Regions from separate parts of the Mus musculus genome. Here region 2 is linked to region 1. A link is a contact called in public HiChIP or PLAC-seq data. All regions are on one chromosome and are shown on one strand. The core of a region is the stretch at or near the end of the contact, and the rest is flanking DNA. Distances in the headings are between cores, read along the strand shown. Region 1 overlaps Rcsd1 (RCSD domain containing 1). Region 2 overlaps Pou2f1 (POU domain, class 2, transcription factor 1).

What was found. HiChIP or PLAC-seq counts read pairs in DNA pulled down with a chosen protein or histone mark.
Region 2: an H3K4me3 HiChIP or PLAC-seq map of pro-B cells shows a contact between it and region 1, with 2.8 times the contacts expected there. The contact joins two enhancer-like sites. A contact is called at or near these places in 2 of 39 promoter capture datasets (the C10 cell line and pre-B cells), 1 of 484 Hi-C or Micro-C datasets (centroblasts), 1 of 115 datasets of contacts at active chromatin or transcription factors (pro-B cells) and 4 of 9 other capture datasets (adipose tissue, embryonic tail, liver and 1 more).

What each region holds. Positions count from the first base shown.
Region 1 is chr1:165,697,009-165,704,914 of GRCm38.p6, reverse strand. All of the region lies in intron 1 of Rcsd1 (RCSD domain containing 1), which reads left to right. Among named protein-coding and RNA genes, the nearest start is that of Rcsd1, 7.1 kb to the left of the region's middle. Within about 2 kb of position 4,249, at least 145 of the 459 cell types and tissues checked have an H3K27ac peak or open chromatin away from gene starts, as enhancers often do. A contact at or near this core is called in pro-B cells, where this site is marked.
Region 2 is chr1:165,923,506-165,931,411 of GRCm38.p6, reverse strand. All of the region lies in intron 2 of Pou2f1 (POU domain, class 2, transcription factor 1), which reads left to right. Among named protein-coding and RNA genes, the nearest start is that of Pou2f1, 75 kb to the left of the region's middle. Within about 2 kb of position 3,326, at least 11 of the 459 cell types and tissues checked have an H3K27ac peak or open chromatin away from gene starts, as enhancers often do. A contact at or near this core is called in pro-B cells, where this site is marked.

The DNA of each region.
Region 1 (7,906 bases), core at 3,000-5,499:
GTGAAGTCCTGGGTTTGATCCCTAGCAGAGGGACAGAAGGAGGTGGGGGAGAGGAAGAAGAAAGGAGAGGAGGAGGGAGGGAGAGGATATATCTCACTGTCTTACTGGTGGATGGGTCTCCATAAACCAACAAAGAGCCTATCACAGAAACCCAAGCTTCCTGATACAATTTGCCTAATAAATTAATAGAAACTCTGCCTTCCCAGAGGCCCTCGGCCTCTACAGAGTACCTAACTAGTCCCACCAGGGCAGGCTCTTGGGCTTCCAGTAAGGAGGAAGGGACCATACTTTACATATCTAGGGCCTCATGAGCACCAACTAAGACATGCTGATTGGGTGAATATGTTATTGGAGACGAGAGACATTATTAGACTTTTAAGAGAGAGAGAGAGGAGAAAAAAGAAAGAAAGGAAAAAGCGGGCTTTAGTGTGTTTCTTTGCTGGTTTGTTCTGAACAGCATTTCAGCACTGTGAGACAGGCAGACCTCCTTGGCTACGAAGTCATTGTCTCTAGAAACAATAGTGGTAAAGTTGTTGGAGATAGGAAGCCAGGGAAAACAGCTTTCTGGCCTTTGAGGGCACCTGCATGAATGTGTGCATACACATAAGTAATGTTTTCAAAAAAAACAAAACGATCTGAGAGTAGTGGTGTACACCTTCAATCCCAGCACTGGAGAGGCAGATGCAGGTGGATCTCTGTGGGTTCAAGGTAAACCTGGTCTACAGAACCAGTTCCAGACCAGCCAGGGCTACACAGTGAGACAAACCCTTTCTCAAAGGGGGTGGGGTGTGTGTAATCAAGCTGGGTGTATTAGCCCATCTTTTAATTGCAACACATGAGAGCTAGAAGCAGCAGAGCCAAGTTAAAGATTATCTTTAGTCAGGCGTGGTGGCGCACACCTTTAATCCCAGCACTCCAGAGGCAGAGGCAGGGGGATTTCTGAGTTCGAGGCCAGCCTGGTCTACAAAGTGAGTTCCAGGCCAGCTGGTGCTTCATGAGACCTTTTCTGAAGAACACAAAATGAGATGAAGCTATCTTTTCATCCTCATAAGTAATGTTTAAAAAAAAAAAAAAAGAAGATCTGAGAGTAGTGGTGCACACCTTCAATCCCAATTGAATACCAATATATTACATATATTATATTCATTTTGCAACCTATGTATTTTTCAAAAGATTTTATTTATTTATTTTATGGATATGAATGCTTTATCTGCATGTACCCTGCATGTCTAAAGAGGTCTTCAGATCCCATTATAGATTGTCATGAGTCACCATATGGTTGCCAGGAATTGAACTCAGGACCTCTGAAAGAGCAGCCAGTGCTCTTAAATGCTGAGCCATATCTCCAGCCCTATAACCTATGTCTTAGGTTCATTTTTTTTACCTTGTTAAACATTTGCTAGTTTATTTTACAAACATTTTAACACATTAAATGTTTGTTTCATTAATAATAATTATTGTTGTATGTGTATGAGTATGGGGTTTCCCATGCTACACAGTGCATATGGAGATCAGAGGACATTTTTCAGTAGTCAGTTTTCTCCTTCCACCATGGGAATCCCTTGGGGGAACCCAGATCAGATTTTCTTGCTCACCCAGCAAGCATATTTACCCATTGGAATAGCTTCCCTAACCCCCTACCTCATTTTTATCTCATTTATTTATTAGAGGGGAAACTCCAAGTTTAGGTAAGAAGGATTATTTGGGGATGTTCTTGTGAGCCTTGCTGGTTTTCCCCATCCTGTCACTGAGCCATGGTGTGCTGGTTGAGGCTGGTGGTCATAATGGGGACCAGTCGTTCCTCTGAAGGGGGAGTTAGACTGGATGGACTTGCGGGCAAGCCTGAGATACCCACTCCTCCTCTCGCGCTCCTGCTGGGTGGAGACCCTTGCAGCCACTCTGGCTCTCCTTAGCAGGCATCTTTCACTTGCTGGGCTGTGAGAACAAGAGTAGTTTCGGGTAGGCACGCTGTCAAGACCCGGCCCTATCACGGTGGGGTGAGAGCATTCCTGGAACGGAGTCGGGTTTCAGAGCCTGATCCTCAGCAGGCTGCCCACAGCAAGGAGGGCTGGAGCCTGGCTCCTGCGGTTCCGTGGGAAATCTGAACGGAGGCGGCTCAGCAGCACGGTAATCTTATCAGAGCCACAGAAGAAAGCCTTTCGGTTCCAGAGAAGGCAACTCTGCCTTCCTCTTGTGACAGTGTCTGAGGTTTGCAGGGCCAGTCTAGCCTATCTAACCCACTGGGAAAAGGCACACAACACAGCCCTGGGAGTAACAAGACAGTCCCTAATTGCTCCTGCTTTACTGGGAAGGAGCAAACGGGACCCTGAGGTATGCTGGGGCTGTGAGTGCAGTCGGACCTTTGGAAAGCAGCAACTCTCGGATTCTCTTATCTGGGGAGTAGTTTAGCCCATGCTCGAAGAAGTCAGTCTCATAAAGTGTCATCACCACAGCAACATGTGGCCTGCATCCACCCTTATGGTGTCAGGTGGACACATCTCTCAGAGATGCCATAGGCAGAGTACAAACATTAGAGAATGGGACCCCCCACGAACCCATCTCCCAAACGGAGCCAGACCAGAGAGGACATTGCCTTTGTCCTTTGGTCTTTGGGACAGTGTCCTTTCTACCTTTTTCTCCTTTGGGGCGTTCTGAATACTGGCTATGGAGATTTGTGGACATTAAGTGGTGAACCCGTGAGGCTCACGATGGAAAGTCACACCTTTGGGCGGATCAGACCCTGTTCTAGTGAGAAGGCTTCTTCTGATTGCCATTCAAGACTCAGTAGCTCCCTAGGAAAGGTAAGGTGGACTTGCAGGATCTTTCCCTTCCTAAGTCTCTTCGCCTGAATCCCCGGCTGGAAGCTCGTAGTTCTGGCCATTGGTCTTCCTAGCATCATAGATGTCCCTGTACCATCTCAGAGCTGTCCTCTGGGCCTGTGGTAATGACAACCCTTCCTCCAGCTGAGTCTTCTATAGTCTATTGGTGTCCGTTTGCAAGATAACAGATGGCTGTTTTGGGTTGTTGCTGCTGATTTATTTGTGTGCGTGTGTATATGCCGAAGTGCATGTGGAAACCAGATGTCAACACCGAGTGGCTTCCTAATTGCACTCTGTCTTGCATTTCTGAGTCTCTCACTAAATCTAGAGCTTGCCGATTCAGACACGGGTCACCATGCCTGACACACACACCCCCCCCCTTGTAAACTAAGTGCTGGGGACTGAGTTTCAGTCTTCACGCTTGCAGAGCCGGTATCTGATTCGCTGAGCTATCTCCTCTGCCCACAGAACTGTTTAATTAGGATTAGCCAACACATAATGATCATTTACAGCCTGCCAGGCACTGGGCCTCTATCTGTGACCCATCTCTCACCTTGCTGACCCTCTCAGAGGGGAAACAAGCACTTAGACCCTTAATTGTAGAACAGGATGAGAGCTTGCCCCACTGGAGGAGGGGTGCCACACCCAGCCTGGGGCTCAGGGAGGGCTTCCGGTGATGGATGACCTCTGAGTTGAGTGTTGAGGGAGTAGTTGAAGTTAACCAACCACAGAGAATTAGGAAGAGTTCATTCTAGGCAAAAGCAAGCCTCACAGGATGGGTGTTGATTCCTGGAAGGTCAAAAGAGATAACAAGCTTTGAGAGGGAGCTCTGAGCGGTAGCAGAGAAGCGGAGATTGCCGTTACTACCATAAAAGGCTCTTTTCTATTTGGAGAAACAAGAGCTACACATATGACAGGACATGTTAAAAATACAAGATGTGATCTTGATTAGCTGGGAGGTGTGAGAGGTGTATGGAGTTTAAAGTCGGCTTCTTCTGTGTGGGAGAAAGAGAAAGCGGGCTTCCTCCTTGGGCTTCCCCTCCAGGTGCTTCCCCTCCATCATCTGACAGCCTTGGGGGCTTCAGTCTCAGTGAGATCACTCCTGTCTGCCACTCCTACTGAGGACATTCAGTTTGACACAGGGTCTTGGCCCCAAGGGGAGTCTTCCATCAAGTCCACCAAAGCCATCTTCAAGACCACCTCTTCTTTTCTTACTAGAGGCCTCAGAACAAATCACACACACACACACACACACACACACACACTCCTGTTCCACTCCCCCTGCCGATCAGCTCACATCTCCCATTGTGGTCACCCCTTCTGCTCACTCTGTGAAAAAAACAATTTGTTTCTCACTGTCTCCAACCAGCCCAGGGGTGAGCCAGGTGGACCAAGGAGCAACAGCAGACCAAAGGCACCCACGTTAGCCCCACCCAGTTAAAACAGAGCAACGGAAATGAAAGGCTGAGCCTGTGGTTCCTGTTGCACAACTCAGGCACCCACCAGAGAGGGCATTTTCATCTATAAAATGCCATGGAAGGCTTCCACCTCCTCTGAACCTCCCTCCCTGCTCGACCCTCACCCCGAAGGGTTCATTCCAAACACATGAGCTACAGGGCCGCTTACTCCAGCCTGCTGCCCCACCCCCACTCTCTCAGTCCTCCAGAACACATTCTTGGGCCTCAGGTCCCTGACTTGTCATGCTTCTGAGATACGAACTGATGGATAGTGGGAAATTCACTCCGAGCAGCCACAGCCGTGGCGGCGTGGGCAAACATCTAAAAGCTCTCCTCACAGTGGTTACTACATGTTACAGACTTCCTAGCTGTGGGTGTTTTCCATAAATGGATCTTTTTAATCCTTATAAAGTCTTTCTGCATTTGTTTTCTGGACAAGTAAGGGGCCGTGTTGCTGGAAGATCTGGAAGGTGATTGTTCCGAGAGCCACAAGGGTGCTACTCCGTGTGTGGGGGTCTAGGGCCCTGTGCTTTCTCTTCTTCTGCCTGGACCATCTTCCTTTAGCCATTGCTAGGCTAGGCCGCTCAACACTTGGAGTTTTTAAGACCTGGATCAGCTGAATTAATTCTGATCCTCATCTAAAAGACATCAAGAAGACTCCATTGTGACACCCGCCATGGCAAGGAAGTGGAATTTTGAAAATTCATTTTTGTTGTTAAGTTGTGTTTTTGTTTTATTTTGTTTTGTTTTGTTTGAGACAGGATCTCCTGTAGCCCAGGCTATCCTTAAATTCTTGATCCCTCTGCTACCATTTCCCAAATGCCAAGTTTATAAATGTACATTACGCCAGGCACGGTGGTGCATGCTTTTAATCCCAGGGGAGACGGAGGTAGGTGGATCTCTGAGTTCAAGGCCAGCCTGGTCTACAGAGCAAGTTCCAGGACAGCCAAGGCTACACAGAGAAAACCTGTCTTGAAAAACTGAAAAATTTAAAATAAATACATTTTTTTAAAAAATGCTTTAAGGATCTTTAGAGCATAAGACCTCAGAAAGTCAAATGAACTCAGCAGTTTCTTTCGTTCCCCTTTACTTTAAAGGTGGGGGTCCTTAAACTGGATGTGTGGATAGGCGTGCTGGGAGTCAGTAGTGGCTGAGTCAGAACTATGGCAATGGCCTTCTAACCCTCAGGGCACTCTCTACAGGACATGTTGGATCCACATGCCTGACTCACATGCACTTTGCTGTCTCTGCAGCGCAGAGCCTCGCCTTCTGCCGGCTCACTGCCTTCTGCAGGCTCTCCCCGGTCTTCCAGACTCTAGGGTTCAGTGTGTCTCGAGGCCCTCCCAGCCAATCTTTATTCTCAGTGGGAGTTGGGAGAAGAACAGTTTTCATTATCACTGTTTTAACTAGAATCAGGAGACCATGAGCCAAGGCTAGAAAAGGTCCAGCCTCGTCCAAGTGCAGCACTGGTTCTCTCTCACTGGGCTGCTCTCCACCTTGAGGGAGGTTCCCTAGGGAGATTTGTGGTCCCTGTTGGCTGGTCATGGCCATGTGTCCTCATGAATACTCTGGGGAGAGTGAGGAAGATTCTAGAAGTTTTTCTTGTGGAAGTGTGTGGGAGGCTCAATGAGAGAGGCTCACTGGTCTACCTGGTGCTCTGGGCTGCTGGGGAATGGGACAGATGGAGAAGCCAAAGTCAAGGAAGTTAGCCAGTTTGTGCATTTGCTAAGTGTATGCATCTCTGCTAAGAGATGGCCATGGCTGGTGTTAGCTAGACCATGCTCCTTCCTGAGGCTCCGAGGAACAATCCTCTTCACACCTCTCTTCCCTCCTAGAACTTGCTGGCTCTGGCTTGAGGCTACATCCCTCTTCTCTCTATGTGTTCCTAACAGGGACATGTGTCACCAAATTTTGACCCTCGATAACAATTCAGGATTATGATCCCCTCATTTAAAAAATCCTTAAGTCCCTCTACAAAATCTCTTTTTAGAACTAAGGTTGTATTTACAGGTTCCAGGGATGGGGGCGAGTATGTGATTAGGGAGCCACTAATCACCGCTTTTGCAGCAGGAAACTTGTTATCCATACAGCCGTTGGGGGCTTGGGGATGGATAGGGAAAATCCTTGATATTAGATTGTAGTGTAAGCATCCTTACTGCTATGCTCAGGTTAACATCGAATGAATATAGTGGATATTCATTAGCATTTACTGTGTGACAAATTTCTTTCCCCCTTAGGTAGCCCATTCCACTTTTGTCTTCTTTAGACTTAAACGGGTGCAGAGCTCAGCTACAGCTTTTCGCTGGGAGAGCTGCTGTTACGAAGGGGAGTCCCTGGGGTGCAAAAAGCATATCCGAGGAGCCAGCCTCTTCTCCTGATCTCTTCTCTTGCTAGTGAGACTAGCTGGGCTGGCAGGCTGGCAAGAGCTGATCAAGACAGGTGAGTGGATAGCTCGGTTGTGTGAGTTTCAAGCCAGGTGAACGTTGCTGTAACAAACAAGGCCACAGTTCTAGTCTACACAGCAAGCGCCTGTTCATTCCGACAGTGTGATATGACCGCCATAGCTTAGCTAGCCCTTCACCTCATCATTTGTCCTTTGTCTGAGACCTGGAAAGGTGACAAATAGCCACACAGCTCCTCACAACCACCGAGCCCAAATGTATAGTTCCTCCTACCACCTCCCATGTCGACGTGAGCTAGAAAGACTGCTTGTGGTGGCTTTTATAGGCCGAGGGAGTCTTGCTTCACAGAGCTGCCCATCTCTGAGCTGGTCTGGAAGCAAAGCTGTGTCCTTCAGGCTGCTGAAGGTGGGAAGGCTGAGGAAGGCATCAACTTTACCCGCCGCTCAGTCTTGGGCTCTGGAGATTGTCAGAGCTCTGTGGTCAGATCTGCTCTTCCTGGTTGAAGTAAAAGTTGCTTTGCAAGCAGAAAGCTTGTTCCCAGTGATGCTAACTGCTCTCTGGGCTTGGGGGATGGTTTAGAAAGGCAATAGGTTTAGAGGGGAAGTCAAGAGTGAGTTTGTGTGTGTGTGTGTATGTATATATGTGTGTGTGTGTGTGTGTGTGTGTATATATATATATGTATGTATATATATGTATATGTATATATGTATATATATGTATATATGTATATATGTGTATATATATATATATATATATATATATATATATATACACACACACACACACATATTTCTATTGGAGACATCTATACCTAAGCTATTAGTTGTGGCTTCTTGGACAGTTTCTTAAACATCTTGGTCCTGGAATAGCCCAATCCACAGAGCATGCTGTCAGGAGAAGCAGTTTATAGCTTTATTGACTCCTGGAATTTGAAAACCTTTTTGCCTTTTGCAGCCACACAGTGTTAAATCACCCCCTTTGATTTTTAAACCCCGCCTCTACTACCATCAAACAGGGACCCTAAGCCTTTCCCTGCTTGCAGTTAATGACACCAATGATCACCATTCTTTTCCATGGCCCTTGTTCATAAGTCCTGCCCTCTGTGCCTATGGAAGGGTTAGTGAAGGTCACTGGAACTTGGCGGTGATGTTGAAGGACGCAGTCCAATCATTAGACTTGTGGCAAGCCCAGGAGGGCGCTGCGCCAGAGGGAGATGGGAACTCTGAGT
Region 2 (7,906 bases), core at 2,077-4,576, 230 kb before region 1:
AGTCCTAGGTCTGGATTATGGATCTTCATTTACTGTGTCATATGTGCCAGAAGCTGTCAGATTCTTGGTTATAGGTATAATCAGAATAGTAGATGTGGTCTACCCTGCATTTGATATAAATTATGCTAAAGTTTTGATTGTGTCAGAAGTTATAAACTTGTCTAGTATATCCTTTCATTTTATTTTAATAAAATGTATACTTAACCCAAACCTTTTAACAAGAGAAAAACTAAGTACCATATAAATTTAAAAAATGAAACTCTTTGAGAGAAAGGTAAATCTATAAATATATATTCAGCCCATCCTTGTAAGTCAGTCAGCTCATAGGACATTTGACAGTCTAACTATCATCTGACAGATACGATACAAAATTTCCTCAGTTTCTGCTAGAGGCAAAAATCAAAACAATAAACCATATGAAGGAAATTATGGGCAAGGAGTTATAGAAAGTCATTATCAGGTAAACTAGACTCTGCTTACTAAAGGGTTTAACTTCTCTGACTAACATTTCACGACATGTCTACCTATGGGAGGTAGTAAGAAGGACAGTCTCTCTTGAACCTTTGTTTTCCACTACTCCTGATCATAGGTAGAAACTTTAATTACAGTAGAAGATTGGGTTGACTCAGTGGAAGTCTTGTGTCTGCACCTGTGTCATTGTAAACTGTCCTGTATTTGGAAAAACACGGAAGTACTTTTTAAAAATAGGTACTTCTTTACGGGAGACTAAGGCTTTCATGTTCAGCTTTGCATATTCAGTATGTCCCTGCTTGTCTTGTTGAAGCTTGCTGAATAGCTACAGTGGCATCTCTTCCCCAAGATGAGGGAAAGGAGCATTGCATTCTGTCCAGCCAGCTTTCTTGTTTCTCTTCCCTGTCTGGACCCCTTGTTTATCTTATCACTGCCTTATGCTGATATAAGTGGCCTTTCTAAAGGAGTGGGATTTGTTTGCAGAGAGTAACTAGGCAATCAGACCTATGAATAGGCTCGGAAGTATGGGTAGGACTCCCACATCTAAAGAGTACCTCCCAAATTTCTCGAAAGGAAAAAAAAAAAACTCAGAATGATTACAGAATGTTGAAAATATCCATGATGTCAGACCCCTTGAAAATCTATATTTACTTTTAATACTACAATTTCTCTACTATTTATTGGGTGCCTACAATATTTAATTTCAACCTTTGTTTTTTTTTTTTTTGTAAACGTTAGTGCTATGCATATTATCTGATTTCATTTAAATTCATATGACAAGTTAGATATTATTTCAAAGACTAGGGAGTTAAAGTATAAAACCAGAGAAGAAATAAAGGCAAGTTTAGACTAGCACCTGTGTAAGGTTTTTCTCATGAACTATAATACATAAAATTGAAAATTTAAGCAACATATTATGTGTTCAAACCCAAAGTCATTTCTAGAACTGTATAAAATACATTCTTGCTGGGACACTTGGTGAACTTTGTGAATTACTCGCCTTGTGAGAATATGGGATGTGTAATAGATCCTTCTCATAGAGCTGAGAACTGTCAGTTTACACAGTCACTTTCTGTGTTGTGTCCTTGTTTGTTTTAAGAAACAGTGATTGGCCTGGAACACTTTATATAAATTTAAAAAAAAAAAAAAAAAAAGCTGGCCTTGAACTCCTAAAGATCCTGGGGCTTCTCCCTGAATTCAGAGGCGCGGTGACAATTCAGATAGATACTTATTACGACCAGTAACTCATTTTCCTAGACTTCTTTGCTTCTCCATCACCAGTGGTAGTGATTAATATTCTCTTTTCTCTACAAAGAGAAAATTAATTGCTTTTCTGTAAGATCTCTGCTAATATAGTACCATCTAGCTAGATCAAATATGAGCAGGTTACTACCCTGAGAGGCATAGAGCTCACTTCTTGTTTATTTGCTGCAATGTGCCCTATCTTCATAGACACAGATTGTTTCCACATTTTGGACCATTTCAGAATCAAAGCACACTTTATTGATTTCTTAGTGTTAAGGGTATGCCGCTATGCTCTTAGCGCTCTCTGCTGGTATTAATTTATTAGTTTAGAAATATAGATATGTTTGAGTTCTGTGTTGTACATTAGATTATTACTATTATATATATTAGAAATAAAATTACGGGTTTTTGTTCTGTTTTGTTTTCTTTTGTTTTGTTTTAAAGTAGGATGTAATGGGTTATGCCCAGCAGTTGGAAAATTAAAGCAGGAAGATTATCTTGAGTTTCAGGCCAGGCTAGACTACATAACAAGACCTTGCTTGCCTCAAGAAAAGAAAACGTGAAACACAGTGACACCATTTGTGCCATGATAAAGAAAATAGTAGCTTATTTAGATCATGTTATGCCTGTTTTAGTTTTCATTTTAAAATTCAGTGAACTATATAGACTGTTTGCTCTTTTTCATTTGTTTAGTAATTTGTGTGTGTGGGGGGGTTGTTTGTTTGTTTTTGTAGTTCATGAAAAAGTCCAGATTTTAAAGAAAGGAGCCCTGAATATTATATAAAACCAAAGTCTAAAACTTTATAGGTTCAGGAGACAGTTGTGTCGACCTCTTTTTCCTAAAATGATCACAGCTAAGAGTTTGCTTTATAAGATTTTAAGGGTAATGAGAGGTATGAAGGTCAGGCATTCTGACCATGCATTTTAGACAGACAATCTTCATATGCACACAGAAAATTTGTGATTCAGGTTTGTTCAGGATTCTGTCTTATATGTAAAATGTTATAGGTGTTATTACTAGATTTGGTACAAACAGATGAGACTCACAGTCTTCTTAACAATCTACCAAAAGCCAAGACATTAACAAAACTGGTTCTGGATAGTTTATGGTGAGTTATCCAAGATCAAGCATAGAAGAGCAACATAATGTTATTAAATGGCCTGCCTACCTGTCTCCCTCCCTCCCTCCCTCCCTTCCTTCCTTCCTTCCTTCGTAAATTATTTTTTAAGTGGGGTATAGTGTGGTACATGACTTTAGAATCAGCACTTGGGAGGAGTTGCAAAGAAATAAATACAACACACCAAAATAGATTCAAAAGACTGTACAACTCAAGGAACTTCTTTCTATCCCATTAGATTATACATTCAGAACAGAAGCTATTAAGCTTCCTTCACGTTGAATTTTATACTTCACTATCTAATATATTTTTATGCGGTATCAGCTATCAAAACCAAAAAAAAATCCGTGGCAGAGTTAGAAAAGAAATTAGCTTCGTATCCCTTGTATTTGTATCTGTTTCCTACATTCAGTCAGTCCTTCCCTCACCCCCATAACCTTTCTTCTTCTTTTTTCTACATGTGGTATCATGGCCCATGTACATTTATTTGCATATAACTGGCTAGTTTCCACATGAGGGAGATGATGTATTTTTTTCTTTCTGAGGTTAGGTAACGTCATTTAATATTACACAATCAAAGTCCATCAATTTTTCTGCACATTTTGTGATTACATTTTTCGTTAGAACTTTATAGAATTTCGTTTTATATATCATATTTTCATTGGCCATTCATCTGTTGACAGACCAGATTCCAATTTCTTGCTTTAGTGAATAAAGCAGCAAGGGGTGTAAATATCTCTATGATAGATTGTGGAGTTGTGGGTATGGGCCCAGGAGTGACAGAGTAAGATCATGTAGTAGTTCTATTTTTAATTATTTGAGAAATTTCCAAGCTGATTTCCACAATGACTACACTAATTTGCATATCTCCCAACAGTAGTGTCACCACATCTTCTATCACATTTGTCGTACTTACTGATGGCAGCCATTCTCACTGGGGTGAGGTCTTATCTCAGAGTAGTTTAAATTCTTATTTCCCTGTTGGCTAGGGATATTAACACATTAAAAATAGTTATTGGCCATTTTTGTTTGTTTGTTTCTTTTCTTAAGTTATCTATTTAGCTTATCTGCCCATTTGTTAATTGGCAGTTTTATTTCCTTGGTATTTGACTTCTGCAGCTCTTTGTAAATTCTGAACATTAGCCCTCTGTCTGAAGTGTGATATAAAGATGTTCTGCCATTCTGTATGTAGGGTGTCAGTTTGTTCTGTTGATTATTTCTTTTAATGAATTTTTAAATACACTTATAGGCAAGGTAAAATGAACCACCATTGAGGGAGAAAGTGTACAAATTAAAACAAGTGGGTTGGGGGAGAAACCAGAGTTCTCATTTCAAGAAGCCACATGAATGTTGATGGTTGTTGTGGCTTGCCTGTAAGTCCAGCCTTGAAAAGCAGTGGTAGAGCTTTCTCTAAGCAAGCTGGCTAGCAAGACTACTCAGTGAATATGGAGGAAGTGATCAAGTATGATTCCTAACATCAATCTCATGTGCAGTGAACTATGCACATATAGAAACATGCATACACACCACACACATGATGGCAGCAGTACACAGAACAGATGGTTAGCTTTGTAAGAAAGTTGAGAAGAAGACAGGAGAACTGCATTTGTGGTCTCCAGTACTCCAGGTGCCTACTGCACCCAGAGGACTCACTGCAGTGCAGTAAGATAATGATTTTGATATCAAATTCATTTTACAGAAAAATACATATAAAAAATAAGCAGTCAACATTGAGACTATTCCTTAAGAAGTATGTGATTCATGAGAATTCAGTATAAGGAAAAATGTATTTCCAAGTTGGAAAGAAAGTGTTATGGAAGACATCATTAGAGGAGGTAGAGTTTATGCTGCCCATTGAAGAATGGGTTACAGTTAAACATAATGGTGGTTGGCATTTTACCCTCAGCATGAAGAAGCAATAAAAGCTAAGATGAAGTTAAAGAAAGATGTACCAAGTCTCTCTCTCTCTCTCTCTCTCTCTCTCTCTCTCTCTCTCTCTCTCTCTCTCTCTCTCTCTCTCTCAAATTATGGTATGTTGTATGATCTCCAGACCCTTTTCTGTTTAGTCATTCCCAAAATTACAGAATTACATTCTTGTAGAGACTTTAATTTAGCCAGTATTACTACATTGGCTTTCTTTTTCATTGGAATTGGAATTGATCTTCTATCTTGCTTTGTGTGTTGCATGCACACTAGTGTGATGTGGGATTCTCATACATGCTCATGTAAAGATCAGAGCAGGACATCAGGTTTCTTCCTCAGCTGCTTTCCCCCTTGTTACAATGGGAAAGGCTTCTCACTGCACTTGTTGTTTTGGCCAGGTTGGCTGTCCAGCCAACTCTCCTGATCTATCTACCTCTACCTTCAGTGCTAAGGTTTTAAGCACACAGAAGGCTTTAACACTTATGTCATGTTTATGTCATGGCTCTTGCCTGTAATTCCAACCCTTCAGAAGTAGAGGCTAGAAGGAATTCAAGGGCATCCTCAACTGTAGCAGGCTTCAGGACAGCCTGAACTACAAGAGACTTTGTTTCACAAACAAACCAGAAAGCCACTTTATTTTTTTAGTACTTGTAGTTGGCATAGTTTTTCTTGCTGTGAGTTGTTTTATTTCAGTTTTATCAGATAAGACACAATAAATTACTTTAGTCTCCTTTTTTTATTTGTTAAGGCTTACTTTTTTGACCTAAGGCTACTGTTGGAATATTCTGTACATATTTGTTAAGCCCATTCGATTTATGATGTAGTTTAAGTCTGTTTGACCTTTTAGATTAGACAACCTATTTAAAGATGAGAATTGTCTTATTTATGTGGGTTTGATTACAAAAACTAATAAAGTATTCTCTAAATTAAAAAAAAATAAAGATGAGAATTGAGTATTAAAGTAACCAATATTTATTTTGTCATAGCCAATCAGCCCTTTTATACCCATTAGTGTTTATTTGATACATTTGGGAGTTCCTTTATTCTATGCATGTATGTTTACAATTGTTGTATCTTCTTGGTGGAATGTTCCTTTAACTAGCATGTAATGGCCCTATTTGGAATTCTGGCTTGAAGTCTACTTTATCAGATGTCAGAACAGCTCCACCAAGCTTAGTTTTTTATTCTGACTAGTTAACTTCCCTCCTATAACTCTCAGTCTCTATCTAGGTATACCAGGATGCTTCTTGGCAACAAAAGTTAGTCTGGTCTATTTTTATAATCAGCCAGTCAGTTGGCGAGTTGAGGCCATTTACATGTAAGGTTGATACATGTTTACTAATTTAATTGGTTGTTTTTCTAGTTGGTTGGATTGTTTGCCTTGTCTTGTCTTTCTTCCACGCTAGTAGGGGTTTTCTGGATTATTGTGTATTTTTCTTCCTTCTCTGTATAACATTCCTCTAAGTATCTTCTACAGTGCTAGCTTGGTTGACACTGCCTTAGCTTCTGCTTAAACTAAAATGTCCTTATAGTTTGCCTGTCTTAAAGAATAGCTTGCTCTACAGAACAGTCTCAGCTGCAGTTCATGGACTCTCAGTAGTTGTGCCATTCCATCCTTCCCTGAATTTTAGGTTGCTGACAAGATGTCAGATATTATTCTGATGTCTTTGACTTTGTAGGTAAGTTAGCATTTTCACGCTTAATTTTGAAATACTGTTTGTTTTCTTGGTATTCTAGACATCTGACTATAAAAGTTGTGTATTTCTTCATTTCTGTTTCAGATTCTAAGTATCTCAACATCTGAGGGCTTCTTTCTTTCTCTTGATTTGAGAAATTTCCGCTATAATTTTGTAGATGAGATTCTCTGCCTTTATTTTTTTAATTTAATTTTATTTTATTTTTTGTTTTTCAAGACAGGGTTTCTCTGTGTAGTCCTGGCTGTCCTGGGACTCATTCTGTAGACCAGGCTGGCCTTGAACTCAGAAATCCGCCTGCCTCCTGAGTGCTGGGATCAAAGGCGTGCACCACCAATTCTGCCTTTAATTTTTAATCTCAGTTCCTCCCTCTAAATTTGGTGTCTTACTAGTTGCCCAGGGTTGTTGGCTATTGGATTATTGTGTGGGGTCTGTCTGTCCATCATTCTGTTTTGTCACCCTCCTCCAACCCCTGCCTCCCACATACACACGCCACATTGGTGTTTAAACATAGTGTTTCTTCAGTCTTGTCCTTCATTCCTTGTCTTCCTTCTACTTGGTTGAGTCTACTGGTAATGTTTGGTTCATTGGGTTTTTCACTTTTGACATTTTTTTTTCTCTCGATTTTTTTTTTCCTGAACTGTTTCCCACACACTCCCTTTCTCTCCTGTGCTACTCACCTTCTACTGTGTTTTGTTGAGGTTTTATGTCGCCAGCTCTCTGGAGATGGGACTTGATTGTGTCTTCCTTGAAGTCATGGCAATTTAACTAGTGAACTTTTGAAATTGTACTTATTTCACTATCTTTGAATTCAGTCATTGAGTTAGTTAAGATGTTTTAGAGGAGTAATATTGCCTTGCTTTTTTCTACTTTTTGTGTTTCTAGGTTGTGATTTATGTATGTTGTTTTAGACATCTCTTCAAGTTTTATTACAGAGTCTTGCTGTGCAGCCCACTCTTAGAAATGAATCCCCAGTGTCGTTCAGTAAGGAGAAAACTGACTTGTAATAGCAACAGCATCAGACTGTATAAAACACAGAAATACTCTCAAAACTCAGTTAAAGCCCACCAGTCTGTAACCTATGTACTAAGAATTATTCAGGATAAATGTGGGGATGATTAAGATAAGGAAAGGGGAAAAAGAATTGAAGAAGAATGTTGTGGGCAGGGAAGATCAGAAAAGATAAAATGAGAAATGAACAACAAAAATCCCCAAAATAAAAAATTCGACTTAAAGTGTAGTAAAGAGAGGGAAATGGAAACTTGGGACAAAGGAAGAAGGAATTAAGTTAAAGAAAAATGTTGTCTTTTAAGTGCTCACCTTTCTTACTCTCTAGCCTTCTTTTTCTCTCTCCCTTCCCCCTTCTCTCCACGTAGCTATGGCTGGTCTCCCTCTTTCTACCTTCTCTCTTTCTCTTAGCCTTTCTACAATAAAGCTCTAAAACCAAAAAAAAAA